Regions from separate parts of the Mus musculus genome. Here region 1 is linked to region 2. Evidence: chromatin contacts called from public promoter capture Hi-C data. All regions are on one chromosome and are shown on one strand. The core of a region is the stretch at or near the end of the contact, and the rest is flanking DNA. Distances in the headings are between cores, read along the strand shown. Region 1 overlaps Snx8 (sorting nexin 8). Region 2 overlaps Mad1l1 (MAD1 mitotic arrest deficient 1-like 1).

What was found. Capture Hi-C pulls out chosen DNA fragments and counts their contacts.
Region 1: a promoter capture Hi-C map of pancreatic islet shows a contact between it and region 2. The contact joins two enhancer-like sites. A contact is called at or near these places in 1 of 39 promoter capture datasets (stem cell-derived epiblast-like cells) and 2 of 9 other capture datasets (liver and pancreatic islet).

Annotation. Positions count from the first base shown.
Region 1 is chr5:140,355,237-140,358,672 of GRCm38.p6, reverse strand. Snx8 (sorting nexin 8) reads left to right here. Exons shown (of 11, transcript NM_172277.3): 3 at 499-616; 4 at 2,592-2,713. Among named protein-coding and RNA genes, the nearest start is that of Mrm2, 25 kb to the right of the region's middle. Within about 2 kb of position 1,647, at least 5 of the 459 cell types and tissues checked have an H3K27ac peak or open chromatin away from gene starts, as enhancers often do. A contact at or near this core is called in pancreatic islet, where this site is marked.
Region 2 is chr5:140,202,682-140,206,621 of GRCm38.p6, reverse strand. The region is part of intron 10 of Mad1l1 (MAD1 mitotic arrest deficient 1-like 1); the gene reads left to right. Among named protein-coding and RNA genes, the nearest start is that of Gm16120, 3.4 kb to the left of the region's middle. Within about 2 kb of position 1,956, at least 23 of the 459 cell types and tissues checked have an H3K27ac peak or open chromatin away from gene starts, as enhancers often do. A contact at or near this core is called in pancreatic islet, where this site is marked.

The DNA.
Region 1 (3,436 bases), core at 398-2,897, 150 kb before region 2:
GAGCCTTTTTGTTTTGTTTTGTTTTGTTTTTTGTTTTGTTTTTTTGAGACAGGGTTTCTCTGTGTAGCCCTGGCTGTCCTGGAACTCACTTTGTAGACCAGGCTGGCCTTGAACTCAGAAATCCCCCTGCCTCTGCCTCCCAAGTGCTGGGATTAAAGGCGTGCTCATAGAGCTTTTACTTTTGGGAAAAACTTGGGGAGAGAGGGAGAGGAATTTGGTAACATTACTACGGTGAATCCTATTGCATGGTGGGAGAAGGCAAAAGGCGAGAGAGTTGAACTTAAAAGTCAGCTCGAGGTACAGTGTAAGTTTAAGATCAGCCTGGGCAGTTTAGTTGGATCAGATCTCAAAAAGTAAAAAGAGGGCTGGGGGTGTGGCTCAGTGGTAGAGCCCCTACCTAGAGTCCCCCAGGGAGGGGCTGGGGCGTGGCTCAGTGGCAGTGTAGAGGATTTGTGTAGTTGCTGATGTCCTGCCTGCTATGCCCCTTTTGTTTTATAGCGCTTCAAGTCCTCCGTGTACAGACGCTACAATGACTTCGTGGTCTTCCATGAAGTGCTGCTTCACAAGTTCCCGTACCGCATGGTTCCAGCTCTTCCGCCCAAGAGAGTGCTGGGAGGTAAGGCAGGGTTCAGGGAGGCCCGGCACAGTGAAAGCAAGCTGCACTCCTGGTTGCCAGGTGGGCCCGTTGTAGCCCAGGCTGCTGCAGCTTGTGGTCTCAGAGGGGCTCATGTACATGGTCCTGCTGGGGTCGGAGCTCTGGCTTAGCCCTGCCATGGTAGAGGAGGGTGGCCAGACTCAGGTGCCTTCTGACCCCAGTGTTGCCCCTGCTGGGTGCTTTGGGCTATGCTTGGGATTACTAGGATCAGGCCAGCCATCACAGGATCTTTCTTATCAACTACAAATGACCCCAGAACCCCAATGAAACTTGATCAACTGTGTTGCTGTAACAAAACATCAGACAAAAGCGGCTAAGGAAGGAAGGTGCAGCTGTCATGGGGAAGGCAGGGCTACAGGAGTGGTCTGAGGCAGCTGCTGACATTGCATCCACAGTCAGGAGGAGAGAGAAGAGCTCAGCTCTTTTTCTGCTTTCTTCCTTGCTGGACCTCAGACCGAGGAGTGGAGCTGGCCACCTTTAGGGTGTGTCTTCCTACTTCAGTTAATCGAATCTAGAAACTCACTCACAAACATCCCCAGGACTGGAGATTCTAGATCTTATGAAGTTGACAATCGGTATAACCCATTAAGTGGGCAGCCTAATTAATCCTGGTGGCGTCATGAGTTCCAGACCAGTCTAGCCTACATCAGACAAGGTGCAGAGCCCGCCAGCTCACTTTCCTGGTGTCCCCAACCTTCTAGTGCAAGTGAACATGCACAGTGGGGGAGCTTGGTTGGGCTTTAAGTAGAGATACAGCTGCCTACCGTCCTGAAGCTCCTCACTGTGGCTATAGACGCGACACGGTTCCATCCTACTTCCGCTGGGCGGCTCAGCTGCTGATGACTGCCCCTGGGACAGCTCTGCTCCCCACTGACAAGGAATGTTGCACGCAGTGGGAATTGGAAGATAAACTATTAGGAAGGGACCGTTGTCTGCATCCAAGCTGGCTCTTGGCTAATAAGTCCAGTCAAGGCTAATAAGCACCTGGACGTTTGGCAAACACTGTCACCTGCCTCAGCATTTCTGAGAGCCCAGAAGTCTATGACACCTGGAGGGTTGAGTGGGGTGGGGATTACTGTATTTTTCTTTTTTGCTTTGTTTGAGACAGGCAGCCCTGGCTACCCGAGAACTTGCTATTTATTTAGACCAGGCTGGTCTCTACCCCCTGAGTGTTAGGATTAAAAGCATGCACTACCAGACTTGACTTTTAGTGTTTGTGTGACAGGGTCTCACTCTCTGATAAGCCTGGAGCTCACCGAGATTGCAGCCTTCCTGCTTCAGCCTCCCAAGTGCTGAAATTAAAGGCCTGTGCCACTAGGCCTGGCCGGCTAACAATAAGCTTAGTTACCAGCGGTGAGCACTGGGAGGTTGAGTTGCATTATCAGCACATTGAAGCTGCGTGTTTGGAGCTGGAGAGATGGCTCAGCGGTTAAGAGCACTGACTGCTCTTCCAAAGATCCTGAGTTCAATTCCTAGCAACCACATGGTAGCTCACAACTATCTCTAATGGGATCTGATGCCCTCTTCTGGTGTGTTTGAGGACAGCTACAGTGTGCTCAAATACATTAAACAAATAAAAACTATGTGTTTATAGCAAGGTGTTTTAGCCATGTCCTCCTAAGTTGCCTTTCTTGTAGAGGGCTGTGTAGATTTTACTGGTTCCCAATTGCTTTTTGTTTAGGGTGGGGGTCTTACTTTGTGGTCAGTCTGGCTTCAGATACTCTGTAACTCAGGCTGTACTCCAGCTAGCAGATGTTTGTCACCATGCCTAACCTCCCAATGTTTTCCATCAACACTGATAGACCTGGCCATTCCTCCACCCATGCATGTTTGGGAGCTCTGTTGCCCCCTTGTGTTCTTAGCCTCTTAGCTGCTTGGAAGCCTGCTCTGAGTGGGGGCTCGGCTGCCTGCGTGGTGACCCTGTACTGTCCTCCAGCCGACAGGGAGTTCATCGAGGGCCGCCGGAGGGCCCTGAAGCGCTTCATCAACCTGGTGGCCCGGCACCCACCCTTCTCTGAGGACGTGCTCCTTAAACTCTTCCTCTCCTTCAGTGGCTCGGTAAGTGTGTCCCTTGGTCCCGACCTGGGTGGAATCCTGGGGCCTGAAACTCTTGCTGAATTCCTTTCTTTATACACTCAGGCTGGCCCAGTTTGAGCTCATACTAGAGACAGTCCTCCTAACTTAGCCTCTCAAGTGCTGGGAGCCCAGACCTAGGTTTTATTCCCTGACCCTGGGATTCTTCTCCTGTCTCTTGTCTCTTGTTTGAATGTCCAGAGTGGATTTGTTTGTGATTGACAAAGCAAGACGTTCACAGGCTGGGCATCATTTTAAAGAGGCCTCCTTGTGTGACCTGGAGGCTTTGTGTACCTCTGTCTGTAAGTCCACGGGAGATGAAAGCTTTTCTTTCATGGGGTTATGGTGGAGTTCAGAGCGTGACAGTGTGTGTGCCTGTGTTAGGAATCCGCACCTTGTCCTCTCTAGACAGCACTGTGAACAGGGGCCAGCCCAAGGGTTCTTAATTGTATGTGGAAGTTCCCACAACTCTTCTTGGCAAGCAGGGTCTGTGGTGGGTGGGTAGGAAGGGAGGGGAGCCTCTGTTTGAATGGGCACTTGGGGCTTTCCGAGCCTTACTCAGTTGCAGGGCAGGGGACGTGGGGCAGTCAGGAGTCAGCACAGTTTGTTTTGTATGCTTGTGTGTGGGGGCCGTGTGTACCTGAGTGCTTGTGTCAGTGTGTAAGTACTGAGACTAGAGTTGGATGTTAGGTGTCCTGCTTATCCCTC
Region 2 (3,940 bases), core at 707-3,206:
CTAAATGCTCGTCCGACTTGACTCAGTCTCAATTAAGCTCACATCCAGCTCTGCCCCTCAGGGCTCTTCTCTCCTGTAGTGAGACCTGTGTCCCTTTACTTGTCCTTAGACATGGCCATGGAGGTGTAGCCTCAGTTCTATGCTTTGAATGACCTCCAGTAGCTAAAGTCACTTTAGTGTTGACAGGCACTCCAGTCTGGCTCTCCTGGACACTCTCACCTCCTATGTTATGCATATATACACTGATGTGCTCAGTAGGTACTCACTCATTCATACATATTCTTATACATACTAGCCCATGACCTATCTCCTTCCTCCTTTATACATTGACATTTACAGTTTTCTGTCAGTATACTAAAGTAACCGAGGCAGCTAACTATATTACAAAGTTTATTTGGCTCAGTTCTGGAGATTGCAACACATAATTGGCAGCTCCATGGCTTTGAGTCTCTGGTGATGGCATGTGTCATTGGGTGAAGCAAGACCATTTATGCCACAAGCCAGAAAGTAGAGAGAGAAAGAGAGAGAGAGAGCAGAGTGTTAAAATCCCCTGTGACTGTGTGTTCCTTAGAGATCTCCTGACGCTTACCAGGCTACTTCCTAAAGGACTGTCCATACTGCTCATGACCCAGGACAACCCATGTGTCCTTGATGACAGGCCATTTCTCGGCCATGGCAGGATTCAGTGCTTCCTCACCTTCCCATGGATGTCCTGTGTTGAGCGACTCAGTGAGTGTGATCTCCTAGGGCTTCCCGTGGTAACTGGAGGGGTGCTCCAAGGAGGGAGGGAATGAAGAAGGGGGTCCAACAGTGCCTGCATAGGAACAGTCTAGCCAGCCTCCCTTCCCGGCTGCTGTTCTGTCACTCATGATAGCTCCAGTCATCTCTAAACTTCTGGTCTCTCTCTCTCTCTCCTTCCCTCTCAGACTGAGGTTTCTCCCATCCCCTCGCATCTAATTTCTAAGAGTCTAAGCCCAGAGAAGAAGCTAGGTTGTATTTCAGAAGTATTTGGATGGGAGAGAGTATGGGAGTCAGCCTGAGAGTGATGTCCCTCTGAAAGTACTATGACCCAGTGAGCATCTCTGTGTCTGTCACTGGAACATGGGATGAAGACACTGCCCTCCTTAGGAGGGTGCTGCTCCTCCATGTGCTTACACTTTTGACTGATGCAGTGCTTCTCCGTGTAGCCCTGCCTGCCTTAGAACTCTCTGTGTAGAGGAGTTTGGCTGGCCCCAGTCTCACAGAGATCTGCCTGCTTCTGTCTCCCCAGGGCTGCATTAAAGATGTGCACCACCACCACCACCACCACCACCACCACCACCACCACCACCACCATCACCACCACCACCACCACCACCACCACCACCACCACCATCACCACCACCACCACCTGGCATGCTGGTTTTCTTATAAGGACATAGGGGGATTGAGGGTGATCTATCACAGCTGTCTGTCTTACCTTTATTTCTATCATTCATCTATGTACCTGTGTACCTATTATTTATGTTTCTGTCATGTATCCATCTGCTTATATATGATCTACTTCTCTCTATATATTTTTGCAGTGCTGGGGATAGTCTCAGAGCCTGTGTATGCCAGACTGCATCGAGGTGTGCTGCACCCCCAGTCTGCAGTGGATATTTTGCTTGGTTAGAATTCTTGCATATGAAGGAACTGTAATGGGGTCAGGCCAGCAGAACTTCTGATGGTGTTAGTGCATACCGGCTAGCCAAGCAGGAATGAGTTGGGTCATCAGTGGGTCAGTGTGTGAATGTATCTGTGTTTTATTCTCTTACTTGAGTTTCAAAAGAGAACTTTTCATGTAGGCTGGTGGTCAGTAGCCCTTCTCTGTGAAGGGCATGGAAGGTAAATGTGTTTGCTTGTCAGCCCACACATGTGCCATTAGAAAACAACCACAGAACAGTCAGTGCTGGGTTTGGCTGTGGTCCACCAGACTGTTTGCAAAGGGAGGGAAGGCTGTTTGCTGACGTTTAGGCTATAGGGAAGAGCAGGGGTTTTGGCTGAGATCTGGCCTAGCTCTGCCACAGTTGTGACTCTCCTAAGGGTCACGGTACCCAACTCTTATTCTCCATACATGTTAAGGCTAAAGTGACACGTGTTAGAGTGCCCCTTGTCACCTGACACACAGCTGTGTCAGCAATAGCTTCCTCACCTGCCTTTTAAAATATTGTTTTATTTTATTTTAATTACTTGTCTCTGTGGGTGTATAAGTGATGAATAAGTACAGGTGCCCATGGAGGCTAGAGGATAGTAGTGGAGAGCAGTGAAGGCCAGAGGGGGGCAGCGGAGGCCAGAGGGGGGCAGTGGAGGCCAGAGGAGGGCAGTGGAGGCCAGGAGAGGGCAGCGGAGGCCAGAGAAGGGCAGTGGAGGCCAGAGGAGGGCAGTGGAGGGCAGAGGAGGGCAGCGGAGGCCAGAGGAGGCCAGAGGAGGGCAGCGGAGGCCAGGGGAGGGCAGCGGAGGCCAGAGGAGAGCATGGAGGCCAGAGGAGAGAAGAGGAGGGCAGTGGAGGGCAGTGGAGGGCAGGGGAGACAGTGAGTGTGTCTTCTGGAAAGTTACAGGTAGCTGTGAGCAGTCTATCAGGGAACTTTAGGTTAACCCCTGCTTAGCCATTTCTAACATCTGTTCTTTTATATAGCCTGTTTCAGTGCCATAGAGAGTACCATTGACCTTTGAGTAAATAGCCAAGAGCTGTGCTTTGTAGCCATATCTTCTGTCTGAATTATCTGTTTACACCTTTTATCCCAAAAGTTGGGTGGAGGGCTTGCAAGGGGAGCTCTGCAAGGCTTGGATGGGTGATCTGCCCTCTGGTGTCTACATCTTCAGCAGAGACTCAGTGAGCGGCCTGTGGTAACCCATCAGTCAAATTGGATTATTCTTTATGGTTGGGGAGCAAATTGAAATTGTGAGAGGTGATTTTCCTTCTCACATTTCAAGGCCAGATAAGAATATTTACTTGTGGCCTCTGTGTATCTGGAAATGCAAATTGAATTTGGTGATTGGAATTGATGTGATGTGAGGAACGGCACTCATCAGAGTCAGTGTATGCCCAATGACTAGAGACCAGAAGGCTTCCTCACCAACCTCCTCAGCTGGGCCTTTGGTTGGTAACTTTTTAATCTCTGCTTTCCCTATTCTCTGGTTGTCTATACAGTTTGGCAGTTCTTTTGATTTTGGGATGTGTGTGCATGTGTGAGTGGGCACCAGAAAAATGTGCAATAATAATTGTAGGTTTTAAGAAATGGAATTGATGGTAGAAATACAGACAGCTATGTGCAATGCTGAGCTCTTAACAAGGGTGCTGGGGAAATGGGCTCCTTCTGAGTTTGTATCAGGCTGCCCCACTGCAGGACCCAGTGCACAGCTGCCACTTGCCTCCTCCTGTATTTGGGATCCTTACCTCTCCTACAGATTCCAGAACTACCTCATGGCTCAGGCTAGACATACCGACATAACCTCCTGAGGTTTGCTCCACATCTGACTGCCCTTAGGGTCCATTGCAAACCTCCTAAGGGTGTGCCAGGAGCATCCTTTCACCAGCAGAGCCTTGCCCTTTGGTAAGGACACGGGGACAGTGTGGAGCATCCTAGCTCTGCCTGCAGACTCAGTAATATAGGTATGGCCACCTCGCCTTGATGCTGGTAGCACTTGTGAGTGCTATGTGCTCAGTGCTGGTGCCTTTGCTGTCTGTGGTGGAAGTTGTTTAGAAATTAAATACCTTCCTAGGGGGTAGCTGGGAATAGACAACAGTGGCCACCTAGGATGTGACATCCACAGGGATGCAGAGCTTATGTCTTACCACATCTCTGGCTGGCGTGTGTGAGGGGAGTGGGGATGGATCTGTCTAACCTGGACTTCTCCCATCTTCTGTTGAATATGTAGCTCTCTGTTGGCTGTTTTTTCCCTGAAGGCCACACCTACC